Regions from separate parts of the Pan troglodytes genome. Here regions 1 and 2 are each linked to region 3. The links are chromatin contacts, called in public Hi-C maps. All regions are on one chromosome and are shown on one strand. Each heading gives the region's core, a stretch centred on a gene start, on an enhancer-like site or on the middle of the called end of the contact. The rest is flanking DNA. Distances are from core to core; before and after follow the strand shown.

Region 1 (4,228 bases), core at 1,137-3,636, 230 kb after region 3:
CCATGTTGGGGCAGGGTGGTTTTTGTAACCTGGTTCCTGCCAGGCTTTGCAGCCTCAGCCTCTAACATTCCCTCATATACACCTTAGAGTCCACTTATCCTAAAATATTTTGAGTCCTTCAAATGCACCTTGCCTGTCATATTTTAGTACTTTTGCACAGGTTGTTCTTTTTTTTTTTTTTTTGTGAGACAAAGTCTCTCTCTTGTCACCCAGGCTGGAGGGCAGTGGCGCGATCTTGGCTCACTGCAACCTCCACCTCCAAGGCTCAAGCAGTCCTTCTGCCTCAGCCTCCCTAGTAGCTGGGATTACAGGCGCCCTTCACCACTCCTGGCTAATTTTTTGTATTTTTAGTAGAGACGAGGTTTCACCATGTTAGCCAGGATAGTCTAGATCTCCTGACCTTGTGATTCACCCGCCTCAGCCTCCCAAAGTGCTGGGATTACAGGCGTGAGCCACCACGCCCGGCTAATCTTTTACATTTGTAGTTGAGACAGGGTTTCGCCATTTTGGCCAGGCTGGTCTCAAACTCCTGACCTCAAGTGATCCGCCCACCTTGGCCTCCCAAAGTGCTGGGATTACAGGTGTGAGCCACTGTGCCCGGCCCACGTTGTTCTTTTTACCAAGAATTCTTCTTTATTATTTGAACTATGTTTGCAAGGTGAGTTCCTGTTCTTCTTAAAGATGTAGGCCAGGCAACTCTTCTTTTAAGAAATGACTCCTGCTTGCTCCTATTCCTGAGGAGTTGTCTGAAGTAACATTGGTAATTTTCTCTTTTGTCTCACCTCCTCTTCTATGGCTTTTAAATGCTATATTTATATTTGATAGTCACACATCTATTTATTCCACAAGTCTCTGATCTCACTAAGGGTAATTTTTTCTTTTAAAGTATAAACCCCCAGTGCCAGACACCTCATAAGGATTTAATGTTTCTTTAAGACAGTAAAGAGTTTAGGAGTTTTTGAATTTTAAATATTTTTATATGCTGGTCACCTTTGGCTGCCTTGGCCCTCCAGTACTACTGTGATTTTTTGCCATCATTCATAGTTAAAGAAAATGCTAAATTTTAGTTAAATGTTAGCATAAAGTAATACTTTTTCCTGATCCAGGTTAGTGGAGTAGAGTTCTTTCCTCAGTCTCTGAAAGTTTGGGATTTTAAAATCAAACAGATTGAGATTCAAATATCAACATCCTTCTACACTGCATTAATATAAGCTTTCCGAAATTCTGTTTCAGACTGTTATAATACCTACCTGTGTGAGTTGGCTTGAGAACAGACAATATCTGTAATGACATCTAGCCGAAGGTCACTGCTAAATAAATATAAAATATTGTTAGTTTATTCAGACTTTATGGACAATGCAAGATGCACCCGATGCCCGGAATTTGAATCCAGCATTGCTTCTTATTATCATGAGACTTAAGCCACTTTAAACTCAGTTAACGCGTCTGGAATATGAGGGTGATAATATTAATACCTACTATTCAGCCTTTTTGTAACAAGTACACAGTAAGAAATGGGCTAGCATAGCCTGGAAAATAGGAAATGCTCAATAAACAATTAATTGAATGAATGAGTGACTTACATCTCTAAATAAAATCAATTCTACTTCTTTGACTCTCACAAATTTCAGTTCCAGTTGAAACTAAAAATTATCCAAAACATGACGTGTATTTTATCCACTCATTCAAAATCCATGAAAGATAAGTAATATATTGATTATTTTAAAACAAAAAGTTAGCATTTGAAGATGATGTCGATTCTCAAGTTAATAAACTCCTTCTGCAATATTTTTACAAACATCTTTTTACCAGATGCCACACTTTTTCTGAAATAATCTAAAGGAGAAGTTGGTTAAATAAGCAGAGCATATTTCAAATGAAAGTTTAATACAATTACAAGAAAAAAATTTTTTAAATGAACACATGTAATTACTTGTTGCTTAGTAAATTCTATTTTTATGTATCAAAAATGCAAGTTTTAACATATTAGCTGAGGACGCATAGTTTAAAAATAAACTTAAACACAAATAAACAGTTTGGGGGAAAAAACACCTAATGAAATGCTAAGTGGTTAACGAATGCAAGGGCTAAATATTTATTAAACAGAGGTCCCAGTGATACACAACAGAGTGGGACCAGTTAGATTTCACCATCTGATTGTTCAGGAGAGAGGCCCAATTGCTCATGCATATCCCAAATTTGCCCTTCAATTACGTGCTGAGTATTGCATTTCTTTCTCGCTTGCCTGTTAGTGACCCCAGAGTCTGAAAGGCCAGGGTGGATGAAATGTGTTGCAAATGTGTGGCACAAGTCTGGCCACCCCAGAGAGCTCTTCGTAAGTCTCTAGTTGATGTTTAACAGGAGAAGAAAACATTAACAGATGCTGTGTCTTAGCTTTGCCTGCTGTCTTACTCTCTTCTCTGGTGGGTCCCTATTGGCCAATGATCATCTAACTTTAACTTTGGAAAGCTTCCTGGTAGAGTCAAGGGAGGGAGAGCAACAGAAACAAAAAGAGAAAGAGAAAGGGAGGGAGAGAGGGGGATTAGAAATAGGAAAGAGAGCAGAGATAAAGAAGGGGAAAGGGAGCTAGATAGAAAACTATCTTGCGTCGTGCTGAGAATTAAGACAATTGGAATGTAGTTCAATTGCAGCCTCTAATTTGCTGTGAAAAATTGAGCAAGTTACTATGCTCTGTGCCTTGGTTTTCTGATCTATAAAATGAAACCAGGGAATTAGGCAGCCTCAAATCCTTTCTAGGGCTAACGTAGCGGTGTGCAATGCTTAAAAGGCAGTCTTTAATTACAATCTATCCTGCACAGTTAGGACCTTACCAAAACAATAAAACCTCTCATAATAAGGCTAATCTAGGCATTTAGAAAGATGTTTTATTATACCGTCAATAATGTGGAGAAGGAAACTAATAACAAGCTTGCTATCTGCCATAGATTTTCATACAGTTCTGCTTTTACGTGATGACAGACCTACAAAGTAGCCTATCTCCACTAAAGGAAAGGTAAAATTAAGTTCACAGGTAAATAACTTGACTAGGGTCAGAATATTAATTAGCAAAGTCAGGATTTGATTCTTTCAATTCATTTGTTCCTTCCCTCAATAAATGTTGCTGAACACCATGCCAGGTAGTTCTTTAGGAGAACAAATAGAGTAGGGAACAAAGTATTTCAAAGATCATATTTCTTTTTCTACTACACTGAAGATATATTCCTGCCAGAATTTCTTGAGAATGTCAAGAAATCAGATAATTTAAATTTTCTAAAATACATCAAATATTTGGGAAAAGAGACCTCCAATTCTCTGTTATGGTAGCTTTGTAACATTTAGGCTATAAGTCTGCCAATTTTATATTTCAAATGTGAATTTCATCATGAGAAAAAGTGGATTTTGTTAATCTCTTCTCTAAACAAGCAAAGCGTAACTACATTTTTCTCTCCTTTTTTTAAGGGAGCAGCACTAATACCTTACAGTTTTTACTACAAAATGATGGAGCATAAATATAATTTTTGGAAAAAAATTAATTCTTTCATATAAAAAGGCAAACAGAAGGCTATTATTATTAAAAGATTAGTAAAATTATTAAAATGAGCAATTAGAGAACATTAAGATAGACAATTTACCACATGTACATCCTATTATTCTGTGCACTATACATTAAGCCAAGTACAATGGAGGTTAAAAAGCTCAGAAGAATCCAGATCATACCAAAAGACTTGGCAAGTTCCCTTGACTTCTTTCAAGATTGCTACTACTATTGAAAACAATAATTACTGTTTATTGTGTTCTTAGTATTTGCCTGACACTGTGTTAAGTGTTTGAAAGTATTATAGCATTCATCTTGATAACTCTGTCATGTAGACATTGTCATAAATTCATTTTATAAATGAGAAAGTCTGAGAATTAGAGATGCTAAGTTACTTGCATAAAGGCAGAGAAAAAAATGTGGTAAGGCAGATATTCAAAGCCAGATTCTTCTGAGTCCAAAGTGAATGCTCCCAACATCTAATCTAATACTCATTTTGAGATTTCAATTCTAAGTAATTAACAGAAAGATTATGTTGTTAATACAACATACCTTAACATACCTTACATACCTTATTTTACTTTTTATTGTGCTTTGCTTTATTGTGTTTTGCACATATTGCTTTTTTTTTAAAAATAAATTGAAGGTTTATGGCAACCTTGCATCGAGCAAGTCTACTGGTACCATTTTTTT
Region 2 (4,320 bases), core at 1,462-3,961, 160 kb after region 3:
GTGAGAAAGGAAAATATGTCCAAAATTTGTGACAGAATTAACAGCAGGACTGCTAACCTCACATCCGAGACTCCTGGGAGGACCAAGCTACAGGGACTACCCATGTTCTGCTCTGGGAACTAGCTTATGATAACTTCACTGTCAGACACTCAAGGTCCCCTCTCTGACTGGTGTTGACTGATTTCTGTAAGACCACCAGAAATTGTGTAAATCACTTAGAAGAAATTAGAGTTATACTTCATACATGCCTTAGCAATCAGGAGGCACAAGCAAGCAGAAGACAAGTCCTGGAAAGGATTCAGACTTTCTCCTCATTTCTTGCCCAAGATACTAGTCCAGTGAACTCCAACACCTTAGCCACAATACACAGGAAGTTAAGATTTATACTTAGTTGAAATTTCGTGCACTCCACCAACAGTTGCCAATCTGAGAGAACCCTACCACAGATGAGGGCAGAGATCTTGTGGGATGAGCTGCAAAAGGCATTTGGATATTTGAACATGGTATGTACTTTCATCTCCTTAGAAATACTGCCTGGTCCAGCCGTGCTCACGCCTATAAACCCAGCACTTTTGGAGGCCGAGACGGACGGGTCACCTGAGGTCAGGAGTTCGAGACCAGCCTGGCCAACATGGTGAAACCCCTTCTCTACTAAAAATATACAAACACACACAAAAATTAGCCTGGCATGGTGGTGCACACCTGTAATCCCAGCTACTCAGGAGGCTGAGGCAGGAGAATCGTTTGAGCCTGGGAGGCGGAGGTTGCAGTGAGCCAAGATTGCACCACTGCACTCCAGCCTGGGTGACAAGAGCAAAACTCCGTCAAAAAAAGAAAAGAAAAGGAAGAGAAGAGAAGAGAGAGGAGAAGAGAAAAGAAAGCAAAGCAGAGCAGAGCACAGCAGCCTGGTCCATTGGCTAGCATGAACAACCAACCCCAAAGCTTCCACTTTTCCAGTAGCTGTAGAAGATACATTGATATATTAACACAGAAAACAAGAAAGAAGGGTTAAGAGTGTCAATTTGAAGGAAAATTGGGTGAGTGGCAGTGGAGGTTGAAGAACTCATTCAAATTCCCTCTGCTGAAGCATCCAGAGATCTTCAAAGTTATGGATGTGAACAATATGTCAATATGCACACTATACCTCCTGACGCTAACTTTAGGCAAGTTAGGCATACAAAAATAAAACTAGAAAGAGAGGACTGATGCCTAGTAACCCAGTCCAATGCATACCACCAGAAAACGTAAGCCCTCTATCAAAGGAGAAAAAGTCAACACTTAGGGTGGACACTTTGACGGAGACTGCCTCAAACAGCTTCGCCTCCTCCAAGCACACCTTCTCTTTAACCTTTGATCTTTACTTTTTTGTAGGTGAAGGGGAGAAGAGAGAGAAATTTGTTTTGGAACAGGTCTTTCAACTTCACTATTTTGAAGATTCTTTTAAACTTCAGAGAAAAGGTGCAGACTACAGTATAGGAAGGATAAGAGAGAGACAGAAAAGAAATGGGAAGTGAGAAGGGAGAAGAGAAATGGGAAGTGAGAAGGGAGAAGATAAATTGTACTAGATTCAGCTTTGTCAACGCCTCATGAATTAGTGCTGAATGGGTACTTTAAACATCACTTTATCAGGACAGTCCTCTTTTTGAGAGAGAAGCTGGCTCTGAGAAAGAGAGAGAAAGACTTGTCCAAGTTAATCAATTGTTGCATACAGAGATAGGGCCACCAGATATCTGGATTCACAAACTGAGACACATATTTAAGGAGGCCCAATTTGAAAGACTGAACAGAGATGACGGGGGCAGCAGGGAGGGCTCAAGAGAGCCTGTGAGAGCCGCAGGGGCTTTGCAGTGGAGGAGCGCTCTGTGGGTACCTTGATGTAGGCCCGCTGCAGGTAGTTGTAGGGCACTCTGCGCTGGAAGTCGCTGCGCACATCCTCGCTGACGCGGTGGCGGGATGCGGGGCCCCCGAGGCGCTGGGTCTCACAGCTGCGATAACAGCGCGCCCGCCCCAACAAGGAGCGGAAAAGGGGCAGCTCAGCGCCGGGGCCCTCGCCGGGGGGCGGGGGCGGGAGCGGGTGGCGCGCCGCGCAGTGGCGGGCGCAGCGCGTGCGGATTTCCCGCAGGCGCCGGTGGCTGCGCAGCGCCGCTTCCAAGTCGCGCACCGCTCGCTCGTAGTCTCCGCTGTAGTAGGCGGCCGCGCCGCTGGCGTAGAGCAGGTCGAAGGGCTGCAGAGGCCCGGGCTCCAGCTCCAGCTCCCGGCGTGGGCTGTCCGGGGGGCCGCCCCACAGTGGCGGCGGCAGTAGCAGCGGCAGCAGGAGCAGCAGCAGCGGCGTCCAGATGCGCTCCCGCATCCTCCGCCTCAGAGAGGCGCGGGACGGTTACGCTCGAGAGGGCTTCGGGGCACCTCGCGTCCGGGTCCCCTCTCCCACCTTCCCTCGGGGAAGCGCGCCGACTCCGCCGCGATCTGGCCGCTCCGCGAGCCCCAGGTGACCGCCGGCGCTCCGCGTACTGAGAGGCGGAGACCGTGCCTGGCCAGCCGCTCTTAAAGGGACGCCCACAGCTCACACGCTCCTCCTGCTGCCTGAGACTCCGAGAGCCGCTCTCCCAGGCTCCCCGCTGCAGCGGCGCGGCTGCCAGGGGCGGCACACTCCAGCGCCAGCCAGAGAGCTAGCGCCGCTTGAGGCCGGCCGGGGACGAGGCGCTTTACACGTGAGCTCCCTTCTGGTTGTACAAGTGGATAGTATTAGTCTTCTTTTTGGGAAATAAAGAAAATCCAGCTTAGCAAGGTTAGGGCCTTAATCATATTCTGGAATCTCTGTATGGCCTCGCAGTTTGCAGAGTGCTTCACCTTCTCATGAAGCCTGGAGCGCCATTTCAGACTGAATCAAACCGTAGATGCCATGTGTACCTACGCCACAAATCTGCGCATTCTGCACATGTATCCCGGAACTTAAAGTTAAAAAAAAAAAGAATAAATAAATAAATAAATAGAAAACCCATAGAGGCCCTGTAGGCCCAGATGCGGAGGTTTAAGAAGATAAGTGATTTGCCTAAATGCATAGAGCTGAGAAGTGGCAAAGGACGGACCCAACCCAGGGCCTTTAGAATCAAAGCTTACCGCTCCTTCTCTTGGGGAAGGTCTCTCCCTTACCTTTTCGTCCAACTTGGTGTGGATGTGTGTCCGGGCATTGGATCAGGGCGCTGGGCCAGGGGAAGAACAATATATAGCCTGCCTTTCCTGTGCAGCCCGTGGTTTTACAGGGCCCAGAGAACCTTTGGAGGCAAGAGGAGCTGTACTCGCATTCTGGCTCCGTCCGTTTACCAGCTGTGTGACCGTGGCAACTGAGGGCCTCAGTTTCCTCATCTCTTAAACAGCCAGACGCCTAACACGTAAAATGCTATTCAGAAAAAAATTCTTGCTGTGGGCCAGGTGCAGTGGCTCACCCCTGTAATCCCAGCACTTTGGGAGGCCAAGGCGGGTGGATCACCTGAGGTCAGGAGTTCGAGACCAGCCTGGCCACCATGGCAAAACCCCGTCTCTACTAAAAATACAAAAATGAGCTGGGCGTGGTGGCGCGTGCCTGCAGACCCAGCTACTCAGGAGGCTGAGGCAGGATAATTGCTTGAACCTGGGAGGTGAAGGTTGCAGTGAGCTGAGATCATGCAGCCTGGGTGACAGAGTGAGACTCCGTCTCAAAAAAAAAAAAAAAAAAAAACAAAGAAAAAGAAAAGAGAGGAGGGGACGGGACGGGAGGGGAGAGGGAAATTCTTATTCTAAGAGTTGAACAAAGAGGCAATTTAGTATATCCCTTACCTCAAGGAATTAAGCAATCTGCATCAATCTAGGAATGGGAAAGCTGACAGAAATGGTTGCCAGATTCCAAACGACTAGCTGGAGGCTTCCTGTTCCTCCCCTTCTCCTCTGCCACGAATACATTCTTAGCCAAGGTGTTCCCCTCTTTCGTGTTCCTTGGCTTCACACTCTCACAAGAATATTGGTTGGACCCTGGATCCCAGCCTGCCTCCTGGAGGCATTTCTGTGGTCTTCTAGTGCCTGTGAGAATCTCATCAGTCTTTCAGCCCCTGCAATGGTGAGCAGAGGGACAGGCAATGGGAAAAAGACTCACGCATGTATCTAGTTGCTATGATTTTTCCGAAGAAGGCTTTTATGTGGAATCACCACTACGCTGAGGGGCTTGCCAGAGATTCATGCTGATTCCTTCATTCATTTTGTTAGGTTTGACCACTCAGGCCATGAACAGCCCTGGCTGTGTAATTCCAAGAGACACTGATGAATCATGCTCTTTTTTTTTTCCCACCA
Region 3 (4,740 bases), core at 1,811-4,310:
CTCTTCTTATTCATACCTTTCTCTCTTCTTTAGGTTTATTTTGCCTCCCTTCTCCTCACCTTATATTCCAACTTCTTAACTTACCTCAAGCTCCCTGAATGTAACACTTTCAAAAGAATTCCCTAATCCGATTCTGAATTAAGTGTTTCTCTGGATGCTCCCATTATATTCTACGCTTTCTTTTATTCCTCACATTAATCCATCAGCAGGTGCAGTTGGTCTACCTCCAAATTGTATCTCAAACCTTCCATCTCTTTTTACCTTCTCTATTACTACTCCAGTCCATGCCCACATGTTAGCTAAAGTAATCTTCTGTATCCTGTAACTCTCCAGGACTGGAGGAGATGTGTGTGTGTGTGTGTGTGTGTGTTGGGGTGTGGGGACTACATGACTTTCCACTAGTTAGAATAAAATTCGCATTTCCCAATCAGCCTGTGGAATCCGGCTCCTGCCGCCTCCACGTCCTCTACTGAAGCCACTCTCCCTCTTGTCTGCCATATTCCAGATGCTCTGGCTTTCTTTGTTTCTTGGCGACTCCAAACATCTTATTGTCTCTGGGCCTTTGCAGCTTGTCCTCTGCCTGGAATACTCTCCTCCAGACATTTATCCTAGTGGACTTCTCATTTCTTAGGTTTCAGCTCACATGCCACTTGTTTGGCGAGGCCTCACAATTTGCCGCTCCTACCCTTTCACTCCAGAATCAGTTGTCTTGTTCCATTTTCCACACATCATTGGTCACCGTGTGAAAAATCTCTCGATTATTTATTTATTTTTTACTTTTTTGGGATCTGTTTCCTTCCACTAGAATGTAAGCTCCAGAAGAGCAGGGCATCTTATCTTCTTGGTCACTACTGTATTTTCAGTGCTCAGAAAAGCCACTGACATGTGGCAAGAGTTCTATTTTCTTTGATGAGTAAATGTGTAAATGGATGAAGCCTTTCTCTGTCTAAAATGCCTCTCCCTAAAGAAATTGATCTTTTAAAGCTTTTTTTCAAATGCCATCTCCTCAAAGAAGCCTTTTTGGATTACTTTTTTATATCCCTCAAACCATGCATTTGCTGCTAAGGATTCTTACCAAACCTTGCCTTGTGGTTTAATTAGTTGGGTCCTTGTATTATTTCTCCAATTTGACTTCAAGCTCCTTGAAAATAGGAATTATATCCTACTAGTGTGCATTCCCTATAGGCGGTCTTTAACACAGTGCCTGGGCACAGTAAGTTAAATAAATAACTATTTTATGAATTGAAAACAAAGCCCCTTTCATGCAAGAGCTTGTAATAAAAAATGTTTACAAAAAGGCAACTAAAAGGACTAGATATACTAAATAACAGAAAATTAAGTTGCTGCCACATCTAAATAAAAAGCCCAAGTACTACTTTACAAATATAAGGAAAACAATCTTCTTTTTTTTTTTTTTTCAAGACAGAGTCTCACTCTGTTGCCCAGGTTGGAGTGCAGTGGTGCGATCTCGGGTTACAGCAACCTCCACCTCCTGGATTCAAGTGATTCTCCTGCCTCAGCCTCCCCAGTAGCTGGGATTACAGGCATATGCCACCATGCCTGGCTAATTTTTGTAATTTTAGTAGAGACGGGGTTTCGCCATGTTGGCCAGGCTGGTTTCGAACCCCTGACCTCAGGTGATCTGCCCGCCTCGGCCTCCCCAAGTGCTAGGATTACAGGACTGAGCCACCGCGCCCGGCCGAGGAAAACAATCCTGATACTTAACAAATCGACACACATACAAAGCTTTCACATCTGTTGACCACAAGAAATGATTGTAATCTTGTTTCTCATTAAGGGAAAGAAATTCAAGAGCTGGAACCAATATATATGAAGCTTCGAACATCCTTGCATCCTTAAAAGGATGTTGCTAAATACTCCTTGAGAACTGAGACCCTTTAAAGTAATTCATAATAAGCATGAGAATCGGCCAGCTCTAATGACTTGTTCATAGGTAGGCATTTTTTTTTTTTCTCAGAGATTCAATCTGCAAAAAGACGTCTAGGCCAGGAACTCCCAAACTCTGCTGCTGCACGTTAGAATCACCCGGGGAGCTTTTAAACCTCCTGAAACACAGATGTTAGTAGTTTGTAACGATCAATAGATGATCTCCACGTGTAGCAAAGAATGATTCACAGCCTGGGCTAATTTAGCTGAGGAAAAAGTTCTGGTCATTTCCCACTGTGGCCACTAGATGCCGCTACGGCCTGAAGACTGGAGAGGTTTTCTAGTACTTTTCCATCAGAGGAAGGGACGCTGGCGTTGATGTTTCCTATTACAAAGGAGCAAAGAGAACTTACTTTGTGTTAGCTTATTTTGAGAGAACAATACCTTGGAAAAGAGAGTTTGGATACTGAATGATGAAATAGATTAAATGTCTGCTGAATTGAATACTAGAATAGTGAGGTAATATTTCAATAATTTTCTCTTCACTGTCTACCCATTTACATAGGTTCCTTAGTTTAAAAAAAATGCTTTGATGGAATGCTAGCATTTTGGAGATGGAAAATACCAGGATATAAAGTAATGATAGGGGAAGGCAATTGTTTGCTGCTCCCTTGAGGTTTTCAGGACTCTGTGCTCTGGTCCTTTTGTCAGGGCCTTTCTTTCTTTTTCTTCTTTTTTTTTTTTTTTTTTTTTTTTTTTTTTGAGACAGAGTCTCACTCTTGTCGCCCACGTTACAATGTGGTGGAGTGATCTCAGCTCACTGCAACTGCAGCCTCCACCTCCTGGGTTCAAGTGATTCCCCTGCCTCAGGCTCCCGAGCAGCTGGGATTACAGGTGCGCGCCACCACGCCAGGCTAATTTTTGTATTTTTAGTAGAGATGGGGTTTCACCATGTTGGCCAGGCTGGTCTCCAACTCCTGACCTCAGGTGATTCACCCACCTAGGCCTCCAAAAGTGCGGGGATTATAGGCGTGAGCCACCACGCCCAGCCAGGGCCATTTTTTCTATGCCTGGCTATCGTCTTTGCTTCTAGGTCTGAGCTTATAGAAGTCTTCCTTGATTCCCTGCTACAAAACATATACTGTTCTCTTCTTACAGCGTATTTACTAGCTGTTCTGTCCAAGCTCCTCATAGTCCAGGACCTTGTTCTGTTCACCCTTCTACCCCTAGGGCCTATCTAGCAGAGTTTCCAAGGCAGATAATAATAGCTCTTTTGTACAATAAAAGGTCACAATAGGTCTTTTGTAAAATATGTGAAAGAATGGCTTAGGGAATGTGGGGAAACACTTTGTAAGTTAGATTTGATGGTGAAAAGTATATGAGAAAAACGCATTATTTTTAAATAGTTTCTGATGAAATTGGATTCAACTTAGGAACCTAAGAAGGAAAACTGGATAGAATGCCAGTTTTAAGAATAGAATTTCATAGCTTCATCAATACTTAGGGCTGGAGAAGATTTGGAGGTCATCCAGTTAAGCCTCTGCTATGATGTTTTAGATTCCATTTCAGCGTTCCATGCTAAGCAGTTGCCTGGGCTTTGATTGGAGCCATCCAATCAGTGCTTCCAAAGCAGACAATTCTGCCAAACTGTGGTGACTATTTGAAAGTTATTCCTTGTGTGGAGCCCAAATTTTCCCTCCAGGGCTTCTACCCATTGGTCTTAATTCATGCCTCTGCAGCTCCACAGGTGGAGACTATGACATCTGCCCACGGGCTTCCAAAACGATGAGATCATGGTCTCCTCCTAGCTAAGTGTCCTCAGCTAGTTTGCATATAATAATATTGAAATACTTAATGTAATAACAGTAATAAGTAATAATAATCTTTTAGGTTTCCTTGCCCTCTTTCAAATACGTTTCATAAATGATTCAATACTATTTCTTATGATTTGCGAGAAAACAAATCCGTCTTCTGGGTGACCAATAAAAAGTGATTCCTCCCTGATGCCACAGGGTTGTTTTTGTTTTTGTTTTTGTTTTGAGACAGAGTCTTGCCCTGTTGCCCAGGCTGAAGTGCAGTGGTGCGATCTCGGCTTACTGCAATTTACGCCTCCCAGGTTCAAGCGATTCTCCTGCCTCAGCTTCCCGAGTAACTGGAACTACAGGCGCATGCTACCACATCCAGCTAATTTTGTATTTTTAGTAGAGATGGGGTTTCAGCATGTTGATCAGGCTGGTCTCGAACTCCCGACCTCAAGTGATCCGCCCGCCTCGGTCTCCCAAAGTTCTGGGATTATAGGAGTGAGCCACCGCGCCCAGCCTTACAATTTGTTAATAAGGTCAAGACAGATTAGTGACTATCAAATATCATTGACATAGCTATTTCTACAAACATCTTCACTTACTAGAACATATCTGATTAAGAACTGCCTTTACCCTCTTCTTTTCCTCAGATGAAGCAATTTAAAGGACTTCTCAGATAAAGCAGTTCATGAAGCAAGCCTAACTGGCTTTCTGGGCGGGTGAGAAACTCACCAATTCTCTATAAAGTGGGTCCAAGGTGAACCACAGAGCCACAGCACACCTCTTTCCCTTGGTGACTGCCTTCACCCCATGAGGGTTCTCTCCTCCAGATGAGAAGCTGATCATGCGCCCACATTTTGGTTTTATAGAGGCCTGAGAAAGAAAGCAAAAATTAGACTTTCAATTGTTGTATCATAAACATTTCCACAACTTCTGCTTCTCTGGCTATGAGATTATTTGAGTTAAGGCCTCAGGCGAAGAATAAAGGAATCCTGGGATTGAAGATGATGTAAATTATCTCAATTTTCTCACCCGTAAAACAAAGGTAAGG

The links. A called contact is a pair of places that touch in the nucleus more often than the background predicts.
Region 1: a contact with region 3 is called in a Hi-C map of stem cell-derived neural progenitor cells, with 6 times the contacts expected there. The contact joins two enhancer-like sites. A contact is called at or near these places in 6 of 7 Hi-C or Micro-C datasets (blood, induced pluripotent stem cells, a lymphoblastoid cell line and 2 more), 1 of 1 datasets of contacts at active chromatin or transcription factors (stem cell-derived excitatory neurons) and 1 of 1 other capture datasets (stem cell-derived neural stem cells).
Region 2: a Hi-C map of stem cell-derived neural progenitor cells shows a contact between it and region 3, with 6 times the contacts expected there. The contact joins the promoter of P3H2 here to the enhancer-like site in region 3. A contact is called at or near these places in 3 of 7 Hi-C or Micro-C datasets (blood, induced pluripotent stem cells and stem cell-derived neural progenitor cells) and 1 of 1 datasets of contacts at active chromatin or transcription factors (stem cell-derived excitatory neurons).

The regions. Positions count from the first base shown.
Region 1 is chr2:193,365,060-193,369,287 of NHGRI_mPanTro3-v2.0_pri, forward strand. No RefSeq gene overlaps it. Among named protein-coding and RNA genes, the nearest start is that of P3H2, 76 kb to the left of the region's middle. Within about 2 kb of position 2,387, at least 2 of the 24 cell types and tissues checked have an H3K27ac peak or open chromatin away from gene starts, as enhancers often do. A contact at or near this core is called in stem cell-derived neural progenitor cells, where this site is marked.
Region 2 is chr2:193,288,373-193,292,692 of NHGRI_mPanTro3-v2.0_pri, forward strand. It overlaps P3H2 (prolyl 3-hydroxylase 2), which reads right to left and starts at 2,712. Exons shown (of 15, transcript XM_001160886.6): 1 at 1,871-2,712. The coding sequence starts at 2,350.
Region 3 is chr2:193,129,646-193,134,385 of NHGRI_mPanTro3-v2.0_pri, forward strand. It overlaps P3H2 (prolyl 3-hydroxylase 2), which reads right to left. Exons shown (of 15, transcript XM_001160886.6): 14 at 4,422-4,562. Among named protein-coding and RNA genes, the nearest start is that of MIR944, 130 kb to the left of the region's middle. Within about 2 kb of position 3,061, at least 7 of the 24 cell types and tissues checked have an H3K27ac peak or open chromatin away from gene starts, as enhancers often do. A contact at or near this core is called in stem cell-derived neural progenitor cells, where this site is marked.